2 separate regions of the Pan troglodytes genome follow, and region 2 is linked to region 1. Evidence: chromatin contacts called from public Hi-C data. All regions are on one chromosome and are shown on one strand. Each heading gives the region's core, a stretch centred on a gene start, on an enhancer-like site or on the middle of the called end of the contact. The rest is flanking DNA. Distances are from core to core; before and after follow the strand shown. Region 1 has its middle 390 kb from the start of NMUR2. Region 2 holds the start of GRIA1 (glutamate ionotropic receptor AMPA type subunit 1).

Region 1 (6,615 bases), core at 3,891-6,390:
GGCATTAGATTCATGTTATTTTGTGTAGAATAAACTACTTTCTATACTTACAATGTGAACTTGCATATATTGGCTTGGAATTTAGCCACATCTGATATAAACATGGCCTCTGCCTCTCTTGCCAAAAGTTAGTGGCAAAATGAGAAGAACCTGTTGTATCTTATTGCTAGTCTTTACAGTTACTACAACTACACAAAAGCTTCTCTGGACATCCTGACTCTAGTTTGATATCATTCCTATTTATTAAGCCTCTCCTTGACCATTTCTTCTAGAAAAATCATCTATTAATTTATTCCTTGCCCCAAATCGAACACAGGTTTTCCTTTCTCTATACCTTTGTTTCTGCTCCTCTTTTTGTGTGAAATGTCATCCTTTTTTGCATCTAACCATGCAAATTCAAGGCACATTTCTTTCATAAAGTATTCTCAGCCCATGGTGACCTCCTTCTTCTCTCCTCCAGCAGCACTCCCCATGTCTAGTATTATTTGGTATGTATTCGTTACTGGTGGAAGAGATCCGAGTTACCCCAAGTTACCAGTGGCATATCTGTAGGCCTCTGCAGCAATTTTAGTCCCTGCTTCCTCAGAAAAAAGAATTTGACTGAGGGGCATAAAGCAGAAAAAGAGACTGAGGCAAGTTTCAGAGCAGGAGTGGAAGTTTACTTAAAAAGGCTTCAGAACATGAAAGAAAAGGTTCACTTGGCAGAGATCCAAGAGGGCTCCTGAAGGTCAAAGAGAGAAAAAGGGGCATTTAACCTTGATCCTAGGGCTTTCTAGGCTCACCTCTTTTCCATGATTCTTCCCTTAGGATGGGCTTCCCAAATGCTCAGTACCCTCCTTACCCTTAAGAATTGAGCAGGGGCAGTGTGTTTAGGAAGGTGTACACATGCCCATCTGAGGCTTTCTTCCTTTTTCCTGTGGAGTGTACTAGGAAGGTTGTGCTTCATCATCTTGTCTGTTAATGCACATACCCAGGAAGTTTTTCTCCCTGGCATCCATATTCAATTCACACTTTAACGTTAATAGCTATGGATAATCAGGAAATGTCCTCTCCCTGGCTTTAGAGATATAGTGTGATAGTTATTGAACCATCACCTGATATTCCCAGTGGGTTGGGGGAGAGCCCTCTCCTGCCCCGCTCATACCTATCTAACTACCTATAACATATTTATGGACTCCTCAAGGGCCTAGAATAGGGTCCACACACACATACACTGAACACCAAAATGAGGATGGAAGCCCTTTTCTACAATACTCATGACAGCTGTTAATAATCAGTTATTCCCACTGAACAATGAAGAAGCTCAAGAGAGACACTTTTAGTGATGTCAAGTTAATATACAAATAAAAGCTAATTGCCTCCTGGGTTTTGTTATTATCTTTATAGACCCAGAGCCCTTAACATAATCTATGTACACAGAATATGTTCAGGAATAAATATTTCTTTGATAAATGAATAGGTGAATAAGTCTATCCAACACGGATGCCTCCAAGAATGCTACAGCCTTCATTCCAGAGCCTACAGGAAACCTAAATGGAAAGGACAGAGAAAAAATGAAGACAATAAGAGGGAGGTAAATATTAGTCACATCTAGGTGATGTTTGCCTGAGCTCTTAACTTCTCTGGATGTCAACTAAAAAAAAAAAATGTAAATGATATATTCTAGGACTAAAACCCAAAGTTACCCTATATCTAAACTGCTAAAGTAATTGTCTTCAATGTCATGAAAACATTTGTCAAGAGAAGAAAAGACTCAGGTAGGCCCCAGTAGCTGCTTTTACATATCTGAAAAGATCATTCAGTTTTCAGCTCAATAGAAAGAAATTTCTTACAGTAAAATCTAGTCAAGGTCAGATTAAACTTCTTTTGGAGATGAGTCACATGACACTAACAGCATTGAAGAATACATTGGACAGCTTGGCAGGAAATCATTAGAAGGCATTCAAACAGCGGAAGAGGGCAGGGGAGACTGGACCACCCTAAATTCTTCCCCAGCCACATGAGACTGTAATCCAGATGGCTCATTCCAGGGCTAACTGGTAATTTACTATGAGTATCATATTCAGAGCATACAAGCCATTCTCTGAAAGGGCCTGATTCCTTTATCTCATGAGGACACAAGCTATATTCTTAAACCTTGCAACTTCCTATGCTCAGTGACAAACAAAGGAATCATCACAATGAAGAAAAAATGAAAAAAACAAGTAGCTGCTTAAAATTACTATTATTGTTGTTGCCGTAAAGAAAAGCATTTGTTGATTTCCGCTCTTGTCCTACTCACAAAATTACCAAGATGCTTTTCCCAGGTGTGGAGTAGCTCTTTTGATTACAGGCTGTTTGAATATTACATTTCTTCCCAGACAGCAACTTTATGCTGTAGGCAAATTGAGCTGTTTTCATATAAATACAGCCAGTCCTTCAGCAATATTTTAATTACCAACTAAATGGGTACTTGACTTTCCGCCCCACAACCCACCACACATTACAATCCTCTTAATGACCTCCCTAATTCAGGTAGACCCTTGGGAAAATCATTAAACCCAAAGTTGAAGTGTTTCCTAGAATTCCTCCATTATAATACTTATTCATCATATACACCGTGCAATAATACCTTCTCCAAGTAACCCAAAGCCCTTTCTTGGTAGAGAAAGCTCCATAAAAATAACTGATGTCTGCTGAGTACGTAATGTGTGTTACTTACATAGTGCTCACAAAACTGATGAAATAAATATTATCATTCCCATTAATTAAATGAGGAGTTACTGAGGCTTTGAAATTAGGTAAATGGCCCAAGGGGACATAGTTAATATGCAGTGCAGCTGGAATTCAACCCTATGCCCATTTTGTTTTAGAGCCTGAGTTCTTTACCACAATGTTATGCTTTAAGTCATTGATTCTCAAAACGTAGCCCCTGAATCATCATCAGCAGCATAACCTGGGAACTTCTCAGAAATGCAAATTTCCAGGCCCCACTATATTTACTGAATCAAACTCTGTCTTCCAGTGATTCTGATGTATTCTGAGAACTACTGGGCTAAGCAAATAATGTATCTCTACTCTGTGTCAAGAGTCATGCTAGGTACAATATAAGCTACAGAAGAAGTTTGGTTTCTTCACAGAAGAGTTTATGATTTAGGAAAGGAAAAAAAAGATTAAAATAAAAAGAATGAGTAGTATAGAGAAACACACATAGAATTTAATAAATATTTGTTCGTTAATTGAAATAGATTCGAAATTGTAGGCTGAATGATTTTGTGGATTTAAATTTTCTGCAACTTCCTTTTCTCCCTCCTGCATATCTATTCAAGCTTGGGAAATATTTTATGAAGCTTAACAAAAATATTTCATTTTCAGATACACTTATGTATGTGTCTCTTAGTCTACTATGTATTTCTAATGTTTGTGTGATGTTAGTATGCTTTTTTTTTTTTTTTTTTTTTTTTTTGAGACGGAGTCTCGCTCTTTCGCCCAGGCCGGAGTGCAGTGGCGCTATCTCGGCTCACTGCAAGCTCCGCTTCCCGGGTTCATGCCATTCTCCCGCCTCAGCCTCCCACGCAGCTGGGACTACAGGCGCCTGCCTCCGCGCCCGGCTAATTTTTTGTATTTTTAGTAGAGATGGGGTTTCACCGTGTTAGCCAGGATGGTCTCTATCTCCTGACCTCGTGATCTGCCACCCCGTGATCCGCCCGCCTCGGCCTCCGAAAGTACTGGGATTAAAGGCATGAGCCACCGCGCCCGGCCTGTTAGTATAAGTACCTTGCATTTTAATTTTCAGAAGACTTTCCAGTAGAGAAGGACACTTCTTCAAATGGACTAATCCCAAGGAGCTGAGTTCTGAATCTGCCATGTATACCCCACACAGGTTCTGCTGAACAGTGGAAGGAGGCCAGGATGGGAAGTTTGTCAAAGGGTCACACTAAGGTTCATTCTGCAACCCATCTACACTCCTGAGTGTTTCCCAAATGCTCTGGCATCACTGTCAACATTGTTAACTCATCCTTTCAGAAATAAGGCCTTCATTTTCTTTTAAAAACAGGATTAGAACCTGGCAGGCCATCAGTATATAAATTTGTTTAATTTAGTCAGTGATTCTCAACAAGGATAGCTTCATCCCAAGGGGGAACTTTTTGTTATTACAACTGTTTGATGCTACAAGCTTTTACTGAGTGAGATCAGAGATGTTAGAAATCTTGCAATTCATCAGACCTATACTAAGAAAAATTGTCCTATATCCCCCGAACTTTCTGAATACCTTGCCAGGCCCTCGGGAGGTGGAAAATACAGTTTATGATAATCTGAGCCTAGAACCTAAGTAAATTTTACACATAAACAAATGGCGTTTTTGCATGGTTTTATGCGAAATTTTCTAGGAATGTAACTGTAAGGTAAATCAAGGGAAGATCATATTTTTTTCATAAATTTATCAAGACTTATTCACTATTTCAATAAAGCATTCAGTCATCAGTATTGACGTTCTGTTTGTCTTGCTAATGATACACCAATATCAGTAGGTACTTGTAGCTTTGACAGTCATTATGAATTTAAATGTGTATGTTAAGCCTCAATTTTGAAACAGCAATTATAATAAAAAGTATTGATTATATTCAGATATATATTGTCTTATTGTCATATTTCTCTCAAATCTAAACATGTTGTTCATTGTAAGTAGATGTGGCTGGGCAGGGTGGCTCATGCCTGTAATCTCAGTACTTTGGGAGGCCAAGGCAGGAGGATTGCTTGAGCCCAGGAGTTTGAGATCAGTCTGGTCAATAAAGTGAGAGCCCATCTCTCTCAAAAAAAAAAAAAAAAAAAAAAAAAGATAAAGAAAAAGTACATGTGTTGTAGAATACTGTATCAAGGTAACAAATAATATAATTGTATTATAAATGAATCTTTTTGTATTACTTTTTATATTTGGATTTTATAAAAGTATGATTTTATTGATTACCAGAGATGGTGAATTCCTCTTCAAAGGGTTTAATTGAGTAATGTCCTTGTCCTTGGTTCAGAGGCCTCACCTCCTTGTACTTTCTTGTTTCTAGCCTGCTAGCAGCCCTCCCACTCTCGTTGTGCACCCTGACTTGCCCAGACATGTCCGAACATGCCTTGTGCTGTAGCAGAGGGACCACTCCTTCCCCCTCCCTCCCTTGCAGATGGAACATTTACCTTAATTGGAAAAGTTTGAGTCAGCCAACCAGGGTCGGCCTAGATTGTGCAGTCCAACCTTAGCTAATAGGGGAAGGACACAGGGATAGGGACTGCATTACGAATAAAAACGCCTTCTCTCCTTTGTTTGGTGTGCTCTCACAGCAGCCAAAACTGCAAGTGGCACCCTTCTGAAGAAGTAAATTTGCCTGACTGAGAAATCCTTTGTTTGAGTGCTCGTTTTCCTTGTTAACTCTGAGCTCTTGTTTCTAACATTGATGAAAATGTTGATTTGATCAAAGTATGCATCAAAGTTGGTTATATTATAAGCTTCATATCAGGATATGAAAAACATTATGAAATATTTGTTATTAAAAAGGAGCTCTGGGTCAAGTAAGGTTGAAATATGAATAAACAAATGATGTTTTGATGTATACATTTTTCTGTATTACTCTTCCTAGACTATAAATGCCACAGGGCCAGGCATCTGTTACATTCACCATTGTAACACCAATGCCTAGGATAGACCATCTCACCTAGCAGGATCACTCACTCACTCTACAAACATTTGCTGAGCATCGCTGAGTCAGGCACAAAGGGAACATACCCATGGATAAGACAGCAACCAACAAATGGCAAGTAGTATACATATAGACTGGAGCAAGTCCTAGCAGGAAAATACAGGTGGTAGAAGAACAACCTAGGATGGGTGTAATTTGACAGCCTGGTAAAAGCAGGTCTCTCTGACAAGGTGACTTTTGTAAAAAGGCTGAGCTGTGAAAGTAAGCCAGCCATGAGAGAGCCCTGAAAGAGCATTCTGGGCAAAGGGAACTGTGACGCAAATGCCTAAGGCATGGTAGGGATGAGCTTGACCTCAGGACAGAAAGCCAGATGTGTGGCTAGAAGGTAGTGATAGAGATGATGGGAGATGAAAGTGATACAAGGTGAACTGAAAGAAGCAGTCAGGCGCCAAATCTCACTTGGCCTCATGGGTCTTGGTAACACATTGGAATTTTATTCTGAGAGCAATATGAGGCTACTGGAGTCTTTTAGGGAGAAAAGGAATATGATCAAGTTTCCATTTTAAAAAGATTACTCTGGCTGCAGTGAGAAGATTAGACTATTCAATGTTCACTAGTTATTTGAATAAGTAAATGCCCAAATAAATACATTTTTTGCATGAATGAATGAATAAATCTGTGAATTCAATGACACAAAAAATGCCAAGGGCTGCAGCCCTATGCTGGGCTCACATGACACCTCACTCCTCCTTTACCTTGCTTTATAACCTCCCCTCTGTCCCTTTCTGAACCTCAGGTTCCTCACGGTAGGAAAATAAGGCCTTGAAGATCCCCTCCAGCTCTGGAAATAATTCGATAACTCCTGCCAACCCCACCCCACTGCCAAGGCTCTCAGGCTGCAAACAGCTGAAAAGGAACGATGAATGCCTCTGCTCTGTTTATCATCCTC
Region 2 (7,506 bases), core at 204-2,703, 650 kb after region 1:
TTCCCCACCAACATTTGAAATGAAGAGAATTATAAAGAAACATGGAATAAACAGTTGAACCTAATGTAGTTTGACCTAGATGCCTACACTTGAAATATGTAAGTTCTATATTTAATCAGTGAACAACTATGTATTTAATAGACCAAGGGGAGCTATTGACCATACTTGAGCAGGGCAATGATGTAGACCTCTGTTTTAGGAAGATCTGCTTGACTATATGATTTATAATGACCATGGAAAATTCATCTTTTTGACTCTCTTAAAAGTCCCCTCCCTACAAAGTATGCAAAACAATTCTTACCTAATGCAGGGGGACATTGAGGTTTTGCTTGTAAAGGGTCTAAAGAGCTTCCTCTAAAAGGTGATTGCAAGATGTGAAGCCTTTAATGACAGCCTAATTATTATTATTACCAGGCACAAAGCTTAGGGAACCTAAAAGATCCCCAGGTACTATTCAAAGTAGTAAGATACAAAAACTGAAAATGGAGAAATTAAAAGACGGAATCATTAAATCAGAGACTCTTAATGTTGGCAGAGACCTTAGAAGTGATCTTTCCTGATTCTGTTCTCTCATCTTCCTATGCTGATGCTTATTCTTCCTTTAGAAGGTTCCTACCCAGTGCTTGCTGCTATTAGAGCCTAAGAGTTAAGAGCTGGGGCCTGATGGTGGCATTTACTGTGTTTAAATGCCCAATCTCTTTCATTAGCAGTGAAAACTTGGGGTGAGTTTTTAGACTTCTGTTTCTTCATCTATAAAATGGGCATGAGGCTACCTACACAGGTATTGTACAAATAAATGATGCAGGTGCATTTCTTAGCATGGTACCTGGCACATTCAAAACAGTGAATAAACATTAGCCTTAAAAATTATTTTAGCTAATTAATTAATATATGTGAAAGTGCATAGGAAATCACAAAGCATTTGGCCTCCAAGTTGTTCCTATTTTGGGGCTTCATTGTACATGGTCAGATATTTTTTACAAATCCCAGTCCTTGTAGCTGTCACTCAAGTCCACATGATATACAGTCCTGGTGAGGGCAGTGAATAGTCTGTGGATAAAATGGCCTATTCATATGGCAAAGCAAAATGGAGTCCAAAGTCTATTATTTCTTTCTTACTAAAGACAAAGTTGACTTTCCTTTTCCTGGATCATCTCCTGTTGGACAGGAGTCCTGGCCAGGGCAGTAAGTCAACTGGTAACGGCCAAAGCACTCAAGTTTGTAGGTTGTACTGTACATCTTAGTCGGTCTGTGTCTTTATGACTTAATCCCAGAAGTCTTATCTTTTTCATCTGTAAAACAGGGCTCATGGCCACTTTACAGGGTTGGAGTGAAGATAGATGGATAAAAATCTGTAAAGTTCCTTCAAAAACTGTATTCTGTGGCTGCTAGTGGCTGCTGCTTTGCATTTAACACTACTCTCCTGAACACAGCTGATCTCTCTACAGGTTATTTCAGCAGAAGCCCTGGTCCAGGAGAGTCTATGAAGTTCCAGCTTACACCAGACATGACCAGCATCCAGAAAGACCTGAAAGAAGCTTGAATCCTCTCACTAGAATCCCTGCAAAATGACTCATGTAATTGCTCTGTGTAAGTATCCTTAGTCTTTATTGTACACCCACATGATCCTGATGCTATAGACTCCTGTGGAATGCAGGGAAAGAGAGAAGGGGGCCCATTTTAAATGCCTAGGATTGAAAAGAGACCACCGTTTCACTTGTAAAGGTAGACAGGGACTGTCAAATACCTGGTCAAAATACCTGCCAGTCACTCCAGATCCTCCCTTGTTTGTCTATCTGTCATTTCTTCCATTAGGAGAGAGAAAGCTTTTTTTTTTTTCCTTTAAATTTCCTAGGAGGGATTTCTAGGGTCTTTCCCTCAGGAATTAGTTGTAGGAATAATTGGGCCAGTGGAGTGCAGGAGATATATCCAGCGCAGCCCATGCACTCCTAGAAAAAGTGACCTAGATCAAGCAGCTGGTGGATTGAGGACTATTGTAGGGACCCCCTGCCACCTACTGACTTACAGCTGAACCCACATTCCCAGCAGCTTCAGCCTGGGGGCTGGGGGAGCGGGCAGACCGAGCTCAGAAAGGCGGGGGAGGGTAAAGAGGACTGTGGGGTTGCCCCTTTCAGGACCAAGTGCCACGTGTCACACACCCCCCCCCCCCCCCACCTTTCTGCACACACAGAAAGGAGGATAAGGTGAGGACGGGAGGAAGGGGGAACAGGTAGGGAGGTCGGCTGTGGAACTCCAAGCTAGCTCGGTGGGTATTAGCATAGAGCTTGCTGCCTGTGTGAGTGTGAGGGGGAGAGCGAGAGAGAGCAAGGGAGGGAGAGAGAGGCAGGCTGCGAGGGGAGAGGAGAGGGAGTGGGGGAGCCAGCGCTCCAGCTAGCATGAGGACGGGCTTCTTTTCCCGTGCTCAGTTAATCTGGCTGTCAGTTGGTGTTAACGCTGCAGTTTAAGTGCTCGGATTCCAAGGGAAACAGACAAACCTCACGGAAGGAAGGAAGCAAGCAAGCAAGGAAGGAACTGCAGGAGGGAAAGAACAGGCAGAACAGCGAGAAGAATAAAGGGAAAGGGGGGGAAACACCAAATCTATGATTGGACCTGGGCTTCTTTTTCGCCAATGCAAAAAGGAATATGCAGCACATTTTTGCCTTCTTCTGCACCGGTTTCCTAGGCGCGGTAGTAGGTGCCAATTTCCCCAACAATATCCAGATCGGTGAGTGAGGGGGCAGCCTGGGGAGGGACTTTCTGGGTCTGGCCAGGGATTTTTTTGGGGATAGGGGTTGTGTACCCCCTCCCCGGTACTGACTGTTTTGCTTGGCTCCCTAAAGCTGTGCTGCGGTAACAGAAGGGAGACTTGGGCTTACAGCCAGAGGAGGGGGCTTCTCCTGATCGGATGAGGGGCAGAGGGGAAGTGTTCGCACACACACACATACACCACTCGCACTCCAGGCAAGAGCATGTGAAATGGAGGAACCATCGCTTTGGAGGAAAAAAAAATCAGGCTGGAAAGGGTGGTGGGTGTTTAAGGAGTTAACTCTATTGCTTGGTAGATGGTGCTTGATTCCATTTTTAATGTAAGTATGTACGGTGTGTGTGTTTTCACGTGTGTGATTATATATTACATATGCACATATATATGTAATTGAAGGAGGCGGTGCTTTCTCTGCTGGGGGACAGAAAAGAGACCCTCTAGAAGAAGGAGTGAGGGGTGCTGGGTATATTGCAGCCACAGAAATAATGCCAGAAGGCCCCCACTCCAAGGCGGGTAGGCTCCCTCTCCTGTTCTGGACTCCTCCAGCTGCCTTCTCTTTGCTGTCTGCCATGCTGCGCTGGTGGTCTCCACTCCCCCGATCCTGGAACTTCCTAGCCTGCCTTTTCTCCGTTCCTTCCTTGCCCCCTCCTCTTAGATTTCCTATCCACAGAGGTCTACCTTTTACACACACAAACACATACACGTACACATGCTCCTTTCTCCTCCTGTTGGCTCTCCGTTATCCTTGTTACTGGGCTCCATCCTCTCAACTTGGAGGCAGGTTTCAACATGCTGCATGCTTTTTTTGTTCCCCATTTCCCCTTAGTTGTTGCACTTCTCAAAGGCCCCGCCACCCTCCCTGTATTTCTGAGGGGACTGACAGATATTGCTACTCCTGATAATCATGAGGGAAAGCAAAACAAACAGAAGCAATAACACCAATCACAAAGCATGTCCACAAGGGCTTGGGGCTTCCGTGTGACCAGCATATCAGTGTCGTTTGTGTCCCAGAATGAAGCAAGCTGCTGTGTTTGGAAGCATCTTCGTTGGTTTGGTTTCTAGTCTCTCTCCCCTGGTAAGGAGATAGCTCCACTAGGGAAAGTTCGCATTGCTGGGAGTTTGTGCTCTTTTGTGAGTGTGTGTTTGAGGGGGGATGTGGTGCAATTGATATTTTGTCGGGCATACATGTGCTGCAGTACCCATCTCTTTCGGCCTCTCCAGCTAGCTGGCGGCTTGGAGTGGCCATGGAGTAACTTGCTTTGTTTCCTGACACCTGTTAAGCTACATCCTGAAGTGTGTACGTATCTGTGTGTTAGTGCCTAACACGCAAAACTTCCTGCCTTCAGGGGAGACACTTCCCTTGTAGCCCAGCCCGTAGCCTTCTACTCCTCAACCTCCCACCCTTTCTCTTTCATTCATTGCAGAGGAGGAGAAAGGGGACAGGGAAGTGTTTGGGGTGTGGTCATCTGGGGGGAAGGGGGAGCATCATAATCAAGAATTTTTTTTTTTGTTTTCATTCTTTAAAATGGGAGCACTTGTACATGTGGAAATCACTGGCTCTTACATGTGGCATTGTTTACATTTGTGCTTAAATACTACCTATCCTTTGTGGATTGGAAGTGTTTGTCTAGTATATTTGTGTATATAGTAAATGGCATGAGGATGTTTTGTGTATGTGCTATGTTTTCTCATGTATCTCTGCATATTTTTAACATTATATTTAGCCCTAACTTTGTTGTTCAACTGATAAAGCCATTGCTACTGTTTTAAAAAAAAAAAAAAAAAAAAAGAGATTGAAGCATTAAATTGTAGAACAAAATGCTGAAAATATCACTGCCATCAGGTAGTACTTGATTCTATTTGTGTGATCTGTAACAAAGGCTTGCAATCCATTTATTGGTTCTTAAAAACAGACACATACCCACTCTACAAGAAGTTAGAAGTGCATTATGTTTGGACTGTGATTACTGTCAGATTTGAGATAAACTTCTATGTAAACATCATTATAGTTCAGTCTCTAGAAATGGCTGATTTTAATTCAGAGAAATGTAATTGATTTACATGTTGACAGTAAATACAAAGGTAAGCCATGGACTCTTGTTTTTCGGAACAGGCACCCCATCAGGCACCTTTACTATACCTTTTACTAGAATAGAATGTTTGTATCCTCTTGAGATGCCTAAGATCCCACATCTTTGAAGCACAAGTTTCCACCATGCAAACACACAATGGCAATCCCTTATGTAACAAGTCATTCCTAGGTAACTGGGATCATGAGTGGTGAAAGAGTAAGCAAAACATTGTTTGCAGAAAAACAAGAGTTTTTAGAGAAAATGAATAATAAACCTTAGGGGCAATAGAATAGTTAAATTGCATGCAGGTCTTGCTAGGCCAAAGACTAAAAATTGTCCATGCAAACAGTTATAATAGTGGAGAAGCCCACAGGGTCCCAGAGCTAGATTTCAATCACCCTGCCGCACTGATTAGTACCTACTTCCCGTAAGGCTCTCTGGTGAGAGATGAGGCTGATATAAGAAAAATTAGACATGACGAGAGGGTGAGGGGGCTTATGTGTATGTTTATATAAGAGAATAGCAGCTCCTAGGTGGTTTGCACAAGGGAGGAAGAAGAGAAATGGCACAAGTCTCCTGTTTTCTCTGACTTTAGCTGAGTTGAGGGGTACACAATCAAATGTTTGAGCAAAGTAATAGATATTAGAGGCCCTTATCACAAAAAAGCTCATCTGTAGGAGTTTAAGTTTCAGTGTCCAGTTAAGCCTATTTGAACTCTCATCTCTACCACTCAAGGCTACAGCTAGTGAGTTTGGCATGGGGAGAAGAAAAGGACTCATCTGGGGTGAGTCGTGAGGAACTAAAACCTGTCTCTAGCCCATATACCATGTTGCATTTTCTTTTCTCATAGGGGGATTATTTCCAAACCAGCAGTCACAGGAACATGCTGCTTTTAGATTTGCTTTGTCGCAACTCACAGAGCCCCCGAAGCTGCTCCCCCAGATTGATATTGTGAACATCAGCGACAGCTTTGAGATGACCTATAGATGTAAGTAATTGCTTCTATTTCTGAGATGTCTTTCTGCGCTAGACCAATGAAAGGAGGGCCTGTGGGTAGGTGGTGGTGTTGCAAAAATGACTTCAGTTGCCATTCGTCTTTGTAAGAGAAAGCCCTCCAAGAAAAATTTCTAGAGGCTTCTGAGTGATTCCAGCAGTTGGCATTTTAGCCCCTGCAATGCTTCATGGAATGGATTTGCTTTTTCACTGTCAGCTAACTTTAAATGCCAGCACGATGGGTGCTTGGGTTGACTGCATCTTCCCTACCTTGCAGAGGTTTTCTGGCACAGCTGAGAGAGTTTTACACATACGAATCTTCTGAGAGGCATAGAATTAAGGGTCCTGAGTTTGTGAAAATGTGGTTTAAAGTGCTTAAGGCATTTCCTATCTACATGTTAAATGGGCAGAATGTAGTTTGATAAGAAATAATAGTTGAGAAGTTGTACACATCTGGTTCTTCTTTTTCGGAAGTGACCAATAATTATTAAAACTTGGTGCCTCGGTCATTTTAAAAATAGCTTGAGGAAATTGGTTGTTTAAGACACAGTTTGTAGGATGGTCATTGAGCATCAAACAGAACAAAGGTGGCCTCAAGAAGAAGGGATAGATAAATCTCTGACATCTGAATTGAATGCATTGTAAAATGTGGGCAACAAACACCATTCTGAGTTTTCCTAGCAACTAGGAATGAAAAGGAAGCCTGTGCTCACATGATTGGCATTTTATGACAGATGAAAGCATAAAAATTAATCAGGAAACATATTTTCCCTTCAGGGATTAAGCTCAAGTAAAAATTTATGGCAGGGAAATGTGAGCTGAATTCACAAGAACAATTTGAGACCCCAAACTGGATTGAATTGGCACGATAGTCTTGGTGTGTCACTATTGACTTGGTGACTTCTGCTGAGCTGTCTCTGGTGGAAGTCATGGACCATATTTCCTGTGTGTCTTTCTCATAGTCCCACTGGTGAGTTCTCAATGATTTGAATAGGCTATGCTTTGAAGTCTCAAAATGAGAAGTCAGAATTCTTTCTATCCCTAAGACCACTCCTAAAATAATGTTGTTACAAATTCCAAGAACTATAATTATAGCAGATTTCATTTATTGAGAACTTACTGTGCATCAGAACTATGATAAATACTTTATAGTCATTTATAGTCACATTCATTACCATGTATTAAGCACTGACTACAGCCCATGTAATGCACTAATTGCTTTTCATGTGTTAGCTCATTTAATCCTCACAGGAGTTTTGCAGAGTACTAGACATTATCTTCCTTTTAGAGATGAGAAAACTGAGGCTACAACAGGTTATATAACTTGCCCAAGGTTATTCAGGAAGCAAATGGTGGTTTTGAGACCTGAAGGTCCATGTTCCTGGATACTGTGACAGATACACTGATTCTTATGGTACCCTAATCAACTAGTGGGATTACCCAAGAAATGAAAGGGAATTTTCAGGGTCTTGTAAGGCAGAGGTCTAATAAAGTACCTAAGGAGAAAAACTTACAGTGTTTCAAACTGTAGCTATGATTTGCACAGGACTGGTCCATTGAATAAATAAAATAGCAATTCTTCATTTTGGTAATGCTGAGGTTGAAAATCTTATCTACTGTGTTACTCACTACCCTTAAAAAAAGAGCTGAAGTTTTATTGCTGAATTGTAGTTCTAT

Evidence for each region. Hi-C and Micro-C count contacts between places; a contact is called where the count stands out from the background.
Region 2: a Hi-C map of stem cell-derived neural progenitor cells shows a contact between it and region 1, with 2.2 times the contacts expected there. The contact joins the promoter of GRIA1 here to the enhancer-like site in region 1. A contact is called at or near these places in 1 of 7 Hi-C or Micro-C datasets (stem cell-derived neural progenitor cells) and 1 of 1 datasets of contacts at active chromatin or transcription factors (stem cell-derived excitatory neurons).

What each region holds. Positions count from the first base shown.
Region 1 is chr4:150,512,546-150,519,160 of NHGRI_mPanTro3-v2.0_pri, forward strand. No RefSeq gene overlaps it. Among named protein-coding and RNA genes, the nearest start is that of NMUR2, 390 kb to the left of the region's middle. Within about 2 kb of position 5,141, at least 8 of the 24 cell types and tissues checked have an H3K27ac peak or open chromatin away from gene starts, as enhancers often do. A contact at or near this core is called in stem cell-derived neural progenitor cells, where this site is marked.
Region 2 is chr4:151,166,179-151,173,684 of NHGRI_mPanTro3-v2.0_pri, forward strand. GRIA1 (glutamate ionotropic receptor AMPA type subunit 1) reads left to right here and starts at 1,454. Exons shown (of 17, transcript XM_063811598.1): 1 at 1,454-1,590; 2 at 5,687-5,824.